Linked DNA regions of Zea mays: region 1 is linked to region 2. The links are chromatin contacts, called in public Hi-C maps. All regions are on one chromosome and are shown on one strand. Each heading gives the region's core, a stretch centred on a gene start, on an enhancer-like site or on the middle of the called end of the contact. The rest is flanking DNA. Distances are from core to core; before and after follow the strand shown. Region 1 holds the start of LOC103637697 (replication factor C subunit 5). Region 2 holds the start of LOC100216682.

What was found. A called contact is a pair of places that touch in the nucleus more often than the background predicts.
Region 1: a contact with region 2 is called in a Hi-C map of ear, with 2.8 times the contacts expected there. The contact joins the promoter of LOC103637697 here to the promoter of LOC100216682 in region 2. A contact is called at or near these places in 4 of 25 Hi-C or Micro-C datasets (bundle sheath, ear, leaf and 1 more).

Annotation. Positions count from the first base shown.
Region 1 is chr1:100,468,005-100,471,916 of Zm-B73-REFERENCE-NAM-5.0, forward strand. It overlaps LOC103637697 (replication factor C subunit 5), which reads left to right and starts at 2,228. Exons shown (of 11, transcript XM_008660366.4): 1 at 2,228-3,228; 2 at 3,357-3,467; 3 at 3,584-3,616; 4 at 3,794-3,912. The coding sequence starts at 2,440.
Region 2 is chr1:100,181,068-100,184,703 of Zm-B73-REFERENCE-NAM-5.0, forward strand. It overlaps LOC100216682, which reads left to right and starts at 1,950. Exons shown (of 2, transcript NM_001366966.2): 1 at 1,950-2,177; 2 at 2,667-3,636. The coding sequence starts at 2,118. The coding sequence ends at 3,371.

The DNA.
Region 1 (3,912 bases), core at 978-3,477, 290 kb after region 2:
GCAAGAACCGAACCTCGGTAAAACAAATCTCCGTGTCTCACTCGCTTATTCGCTTGGGATTTGTTTTGCGCCCTCTCTCTCGGACTCATTTATATTTCTAACGCTAACCCGGCTTGTAGTTGTGTTTATATTTGTAAATTTCAGTTTCGCCCTATTCACCCCCCCTCTAGGCGACTATCAGTACCATATGCTTCTACTATCGAAAGCATTATGTATGCTCAAATATCTATTCGCCCTAACTTAGAATTTACTATCGGGATGCTTGGGAGATATCAGATCAACCCAGACATAGAACACTATAAGAGCATCTATAACAATGTTGACCTATAAAATGCCCTATAATTTAAAAATGAGTAAATTTTATTGGATTTAGTGCACTAACAAAATATTCTGCTCCAACAGTAAAGCCTCAAATATAAATTATAGGGTAGCCTACTACGGTGTAGTATATTTGAGGCACTTGAGAGAGTGCCCTATAACTTTTTGACTAAATTTTATAAAATGAGACATTGTTAGAGTAATTTTTGTTGTGTAGAGCCCTATATTTCAATTTAAGGCACCAATTTAAGGCATTGTTGGAGATGCTCTAAAGCAGTTAAGAAGGCTCTAAGGTACCTGCAAGGTACTAAAATGTCTCATGCTAACATATAGAAGATCTAGTTCCCTACAAATAGTTGGCTTTGCAGATGCTGACTGAGGAGGTTGTAAAGATACACTAAAGTCTACTTTGGGGTATGTACACTCTCTAGGGGAGTTATTTCTTGGAAGAGGTGCAAACAGACAACGAGAGCATCGTGACAGTGCACGCTGAGTTTGCATCCATGTATGAGGCAAATGGGCGGGCAATATAGATGAAGAGATTCATACTCGGATTAAGAGTGGTTGATAGCATAGAAAGACCACTGAGAATTTAATGCGATAATGAGACAACAATATTTTACTCTTATACCAACAAGTCAAGTGGCACTGCTAAGTTCATTGACATTTAGTGTTATGTTGTTAAGGAGAAGATTTCAGGATCAAACCATAAAAGTTGAGCATAACAATAGATAGCAGATGCTAGCGAATCCGCTCACAAAAGCCTTCCACCCAACGTGTTAAGACAACACGTAGCCGGCATAGGTTTAAGGGAGTGCCTATGATCTTGAATCACAGGGGCTACAGATTGCAACTTTGTAAAATATCTTTTCATTCTGAAGCAGGGGAGCATGTTGTATTCAATGAGTGCATTGATACTTAATCGGTCATTGTCACGCATTGGTCTCTATGTGTAAACTTTGTTGAGGGATGGAATCCAGAAAAGTTGAATATAATGAATGTAGAGGACAAAGGAGAGATTGTTGTGTGTGTCCTCTATAGCCGGTCACTAGAGACTAGATTGGACTCAACCAACTAATCGTCTCTTTAATCGGGCCCTTGATTGGGAGGGCCCATGTTGATCTCGGTTGGAGCCCCCGGTCACATGACGCTATATATAAAGGATTAAGGGTCGCAGGAAAAGCCAATGCTAGTACTTGCCCAAAACCCTAATCCACGCAGAGGCCCCATCGCCTAAGCGTCGGAGTGACTGGAAGAGCGACAACTAACGGCTCGGATTCTGATGCCTACTGTTCCTCTGCAGAGCAATGGAGGTGACACCGGCGGCGGCGGCGGCCACACTCCACCAACACCAAGCCAGGACGTGTCAACACAACAACAACGAAGGTATGTCCCCCTATTCCTCTCAGTAGAAGATTTACTCGTCATCGGAGATTTTCCAGTTATAGATTGGTATTCTAGAGGCTTAGAAATTGATCCTAGACATAATAGAATCTAACCGGTCGATCTCTTGACCAGTGAGATCTGCCCCCATACCCACCTTGCGAGGCCCTACTCCTTATTGCCGATGACTTCCCCGGCCCACCGGGACATGTCTCCACCGCGCAATCTTGGGCTTGAGCTCGTAGACTGAAGAGAGGGGATCAGGGGATCCAGAGATGGAGCAACAATGGGAGAAGTTTGGGGTAGCTGTCGTCTGGCTAAAGAAGGGAGGCAGGGCACCACGAGTCATTTTCACATGGCCTATCCAAGTCCTTGCCACGGTAGCGTGTCCGCGTGGCTGGCTACATACACAAAAAATAACATAAATATAGATGTAGTGGAAGCTCTCTCTCCTCTCCTGTAACAATTATATAGAGTCAATTGTAAGGATGACAAATGAATGTACGCCATCTGCAAAAATCCTCCGATCTGACCGGTGCATATGCAAAAAAAAATGCAGAAGAGAAGAGAACAATTCTGGAATGATTCCCAACGTCCTGCAGAAATCTGAGTGGCTCCAGTCCCCGTCCCAGCGGAGCAGAGCACTCGATCGCGTTGCGTTGGTGACCCCGTCGACGTCCTCGCTCTTCTCGCCGTGCATTGGCTTCATCACCTCCTTATTCGCGCCACGCCACGCAGATGCCATGCCAGTGCCCAGACACACCGCCGCGTCAACCTCCCGCTCTCTGGCTCCCAAGTTACATCACCACGGACATGGAAACCCCCTCGCCGGGCGCCACGCTCTCCGCGGTGATCGCCGAGGACCGCCGCCGGGAGGCTCGCCGCCGCCAGGGGGGCTTCGGGCAGGGCGGTCTCCTCCCGTACCTCGTCCCGGCTTGCGGGCGTCCGGCCGGCCAGAGGGGCGGCAGGCCGCTGCACTCTGAGCTCATGGTAAAACTGCACCGCTGGGGCGCCACTTTCCTGCCCAAGGGCGGCGGCGCCGTCGCGCGCGAACTCGAGGAGCCGTGCCGCGCGCCAAGCCCGCCGCCACGGCCTAGACCATCATTCACACCGGCTGCATCGGCGGCGGAGCCGGAGGTGGTGCCGCGCCACGAGGCGCCCGCCGTGAGTGTCGTCCCCACGACGGGGCCTTCGAGGGAGAGAGAGGAGCCGGCGGCGGGATCCGAAGCCATTGCCGAAGCGGACATGTCCGCCGGCGAGAGCGCGGGGAGCAGCGACCACCAGGCGACGCCGGTCGTTACCGTCGCGGGAGGAAGTGGGGGAACCTGGCTCAGAGCTTCGCCCAAGACGAGAGCGAGGTCTCCGTCACTGCAGACGGACAGCGACGAGTCCCCTCGGCCCCTCGCCGACTCCGCCGCATTGCCCGTGGTGGCCGACGACAAGTACGTGTGGGCGGACAAGTACCGGCCCAATGTCCTCAACGAGTTCATCTGCAACAAGACCGTCGCCGCCGAGCTCTACCAGCTGGTTGGTGATCACACGACCACATTGCAAACGTTGCTTCAGAGTTTGCCTTGCAGTTTCGTATCAGAGCAGCTTTTAGGATTGTGGCCAAGTTCATCTGATACATGGGCAAGTTCGTCTGTTGCATGCAGGTTGTTGCACACCAGTGCAGACATTTCATCTTTGAAGGCCCGCCGGCGGTTGGGAAGAGAAGCATGGTACTGGCACTTATAAGGGATGCTTTTGGCCCCCATGATCTCAAGGTCACTATGGCAAACTTGGCTTAAATTACTACTAGTCCTCATTTAAAGAAGCTAAATGGCTAAAACCTCGGTGTCTTCACAATTTGTTATTTTTTTCTCCATCCTGACATACGCAGATAGAGGAACAGACAAAGAGATTTGAGCTGAAGGTACTTTATATGCATGAAAGCGTTTTCCCCTTTTTTTAACTCCATGGTCACTTTCACCAAAGTGATCAAGTTCTTTTTTCCTTTGTTGAAGTGATAAAGTTGTTGCTATTGTTGTGAATTCATAAAATGCAACCAACTGGAATCATCAGCGACTAATTGACCGATTTCACACTATAGGGAGAAATTAGAAAGCACATCGATGTCAGAGTGAAGACCTCTGAGCATCATGTGGAGGTGAGCTTGGCTGATTTACATGGCTACGAGAAGTACATCATAACCACTCTGTTGAGTGAATC
Region 2 (3,636 bases), core at 700-3,199:
TTAAGGTTAGTCGTCCGAACTGAATAACTAATTTTAGACTGAAAAGTTAGACAAAGTGTGGCAAGTTAGACAGTGAACCAAACATGCTATATATCTCCTTGTCCACTTGATCCGGTGGAGTTTAGTGCAAGATATATCTGTTTGAGTTTGTACGAGTTGCGTGCATTTGAGTCGGTCAGAGTTACTTGTGCTCGAGTTGCTCAGAGTTTCACTCAAATTTCTCAAAAGAGGGAGTGGAGGTAATTGATCATGATGGGTTTGGAGCACTTAAAATTGGACAATACTCCTGCTTCTCTTTTGCAATAGTGCTATAGAAAGAAAGAGAGGTGAACCTGTCAATATCTGGCCCATGGATGGATGCCTTTGTGCGCACAAAGTATTTATCCTTGCAACTTTGAATCTACCATTCGCAACTTTGAATCTTGTTTTGTTGTAAAAGAAAATATCCAATATAACAAAAGCTTTTTTTTCCAATAATGTGATGGGCTGGTAATAGAGATAGACAGAAGATTACTTTAGGGGTTACCTTTTGGTTAATGCAGTAGTGGGTAATTGACCAACATGTAGAAGGGTACTTTAAATTTTTTTTTCTTCTTCTTCTAGCTAATTGGTAATTTTCTAACCTTGAGAGTTAACGTTTGTTAGTGAAATAGTAAATGGGGTAATTTTTGCTTTTGATTTTTCTATGATGAATGTGGCAAATATCTAGGCTTGAAAATTAGCATACTAATACTAAGATAGTAGGAGGGGGGGTGTAGAGCAGCGTGTCTGGTGAAGCTGAATCTGTTCTGTAAAACCTTTGGCAACAAAGCCAACAGCCACTGTACCGGCAGCGACAGTTTATGTTAAATTTGTGAGGAGAAGCCATATTTGAGCAGCCCTGGCTTCTCTATATACAGTCCTGTTTGGCATGGCTTCTCCACCAGCTTCAAAGAGTCGTTTTGGAGCCGTTTTGTGCAAAAACGGATAAAAATGGAATGGTTTCATATCTAGGGAGCTCCTTAAAATCTACTCTTGTAGAAGTTTGGGACGGGATGGAGAAAACATACAATAATAATTCCGGATTTGCCAAAGCCAGAGAGAGACCAGATCTAATTTCATCGATAGAGCTGAAGTAAAAAAAAAAATTAAAATCATGGGGTGAAGTGAAGTGGTGCCAAATAGAAATACGTAGCAAATAGAATCTCTCATTCCTAAAATGGTTGTTTGGTAAAGCTCTTCGCAAGCCTAGAGAAGGCAAATCCGGAGCTGAAACGTGGCATTACCAAAACCTGCCACTATGGTCCAACCGACTTGAGCAGCAAGGCAAGGGCTTTCGGCCGTCCAAACCGGGACGGAAAAGGGTGCCGTCCGTCCGGCGAGGTCAAGCAGGCTCGCCACGCCCTCCTGCGTTGCCTGGTCCGGCAGCAGCGCGGAGCAGGCGTGTGATAGTGGGGGCCAGGGAAAGGGAAAGGGAAGGGAACCCCAACAGTTGATTAATGGCGGCGTACTTAAACCAAGTATTTAAATCCATCCACCACATCGATTAATTAATGGCCCCTCCTCCTTGCGAATAACGCATCTGCTGGGCTGCTGTTACGGCAGACGCCGATGCTGCGATTTCGAATTTCAAATTGGATGGATGGATCGATGGATGGATTCTTACTCTTTTTTATATATAGCCTTTCTGTTTCTGCCCGCGTGAGGATGTATATAGTAAAGATGAGGATTTGTTTGGTTTTGAAGAGTTGGGCTTGGTATGCTATGCAACGACGAGCTAGACCTGGCGACCTGCAACTGCAAGGAAGGGAAAGGGGGAGGGAGGGGATAAGAACGCCGACCCCTGCCTTGTTTGTGCCGCAGCCAGCGAGCGCGCAGACAGCGACCCCGTTGCTATTCCGATTCCCACCTCTCGACCCAAGTCCGCAGGCCGCGGGCATATAAAGCCCATCCACTAGCCCATTTCCCCTCTGCTTGCTTCGCTTCACCTGCCCCCTGCCCACATTTTCCTTCCTTCCCTCCCGTCGCCGCCTGAAACCGCGACAGCAAGGGTCGTAGGAGCAAGGACGACGACGAGAAGGCTCGGTTCGGCTCTTCCCAGTCTCTCCGAGGGAGGAAGGAGAGGATCGGAGGGTGCGATGGCGATCGACCACGAGTCCCCGTTCAAGGAGCTCCGCCTCAAGAACCGCAGGATCATGGTGAGTCACCTGGCCGGAGCCGCTCGTCCATCGCCTTCCTATATATCCTTTTGTAGCCCCGAGCCCTGCCATTCTCGATTTCTCTTCTTGCCGGCCAAGAAAAGAACGTTTTTTTTTTTTTTTTGCTCCTTTCCGTTACTGTTGGCGACGAACGCTTACTTACGTGCAGCAATGGCGGCGGCCATGCCTTAGATTCAACGACTGTTTTTGTCCACCGCCTCCCTCGACCCTTTCTTTGGGATCTCCGCATTGCCTTGGCGTCTCGTTCTGATTGTCTCCCGTGCCGCCGTTCCCCGAGCAATAATTTTTTAAAACTTTTTTTTTTTTGAGCGCAAGCAACCGAATCTCTCTCTCTTGCAGACTACTATTCCATCTTGTTTGTTTGCCGATCTATCTGTGTGACGGAGCTTTTCTTGGCAAACAGCCAATTCAAATGCTTCGCCATCGAGCAAAGCGAGTCAACTGACGGAAACATGGTTGTCCGTGCAGGGCGGCGGCGGCCCTGACCCTGAGCCGGAGGAGGAGGAGGAGGTCGCCACGGCGGCGTACGCGGGGCAGTGGCCGCGCTGGCTGCAGCCGCTGCTTTCGGCGCGCTTCTTCGCGCACTGCAGGACGCACGGCGACTCGCACCGCAGCGGCGAGTGCAACATGTTCTGCCTGGACTGCTCCGCCGCGGGCGCGGGCGCGGGCGCGCGCGCCCTGTGCTCGCTGTGCCTGGCGCAGGCCCACCGCGACCACCACACCATCCAGATCCGGCGCTCCTCCTACCACGACGTCATCCGGGTGTCCGACATCCAGCGCTTCATGGACATCGCCGGGGTGCAGACCTACGTCATCAACAGCGCCCGCGTCGTCTTCCTCAACGAGCGGCCCCAGCAGCAGAGGCCTGGATGCAAGGCCGCGTCGGCGTCCGCCAACCTCTGCGAGGTGTGCGCCCGCAGCCTCCTCGACAACTTCCGCTTCTGCTCCCTCGGATGCAAGGTCGTGGGCTGCTCCCCCGACGCCGCCAAGGCCAGGAGCTGGCTCCTCCGGCCCGCCGTCGGCGGCAGCGGCGACGGCGACTCCACGTCCTCCTCGCCGCTGCGCGACGCCCAGAAGAGGCAGAGCTTCACCCCGCCCACGCCGCAGCCGGCGAAGCGCCGCAAGGGCATCCCGCACCGCGCGCCGTTCGGCAGCTTCATCGTCGAGTACTAGCTCCCTCTCTCTCCGTCTCCACGGCGGCGGCGGCGGCTGCATTGGCAGTGGCACTACACAGCACACGCGCGGTAAAGCAGGGAAAAAATATATATACTCTTGAATGAACCAACGGAATTGAGCAGCACAGAGTGAGTCAGTGAATTCAGGTCATGTCTGAATCAATCCGCCATTACAGGGCAATGGGACTGGGACGGCCACCACTTCCTTTTGCCGTGACACACTCTGGCTGGCTGGCTGGTGGTGCTTCTCGAGGTGGATGCCA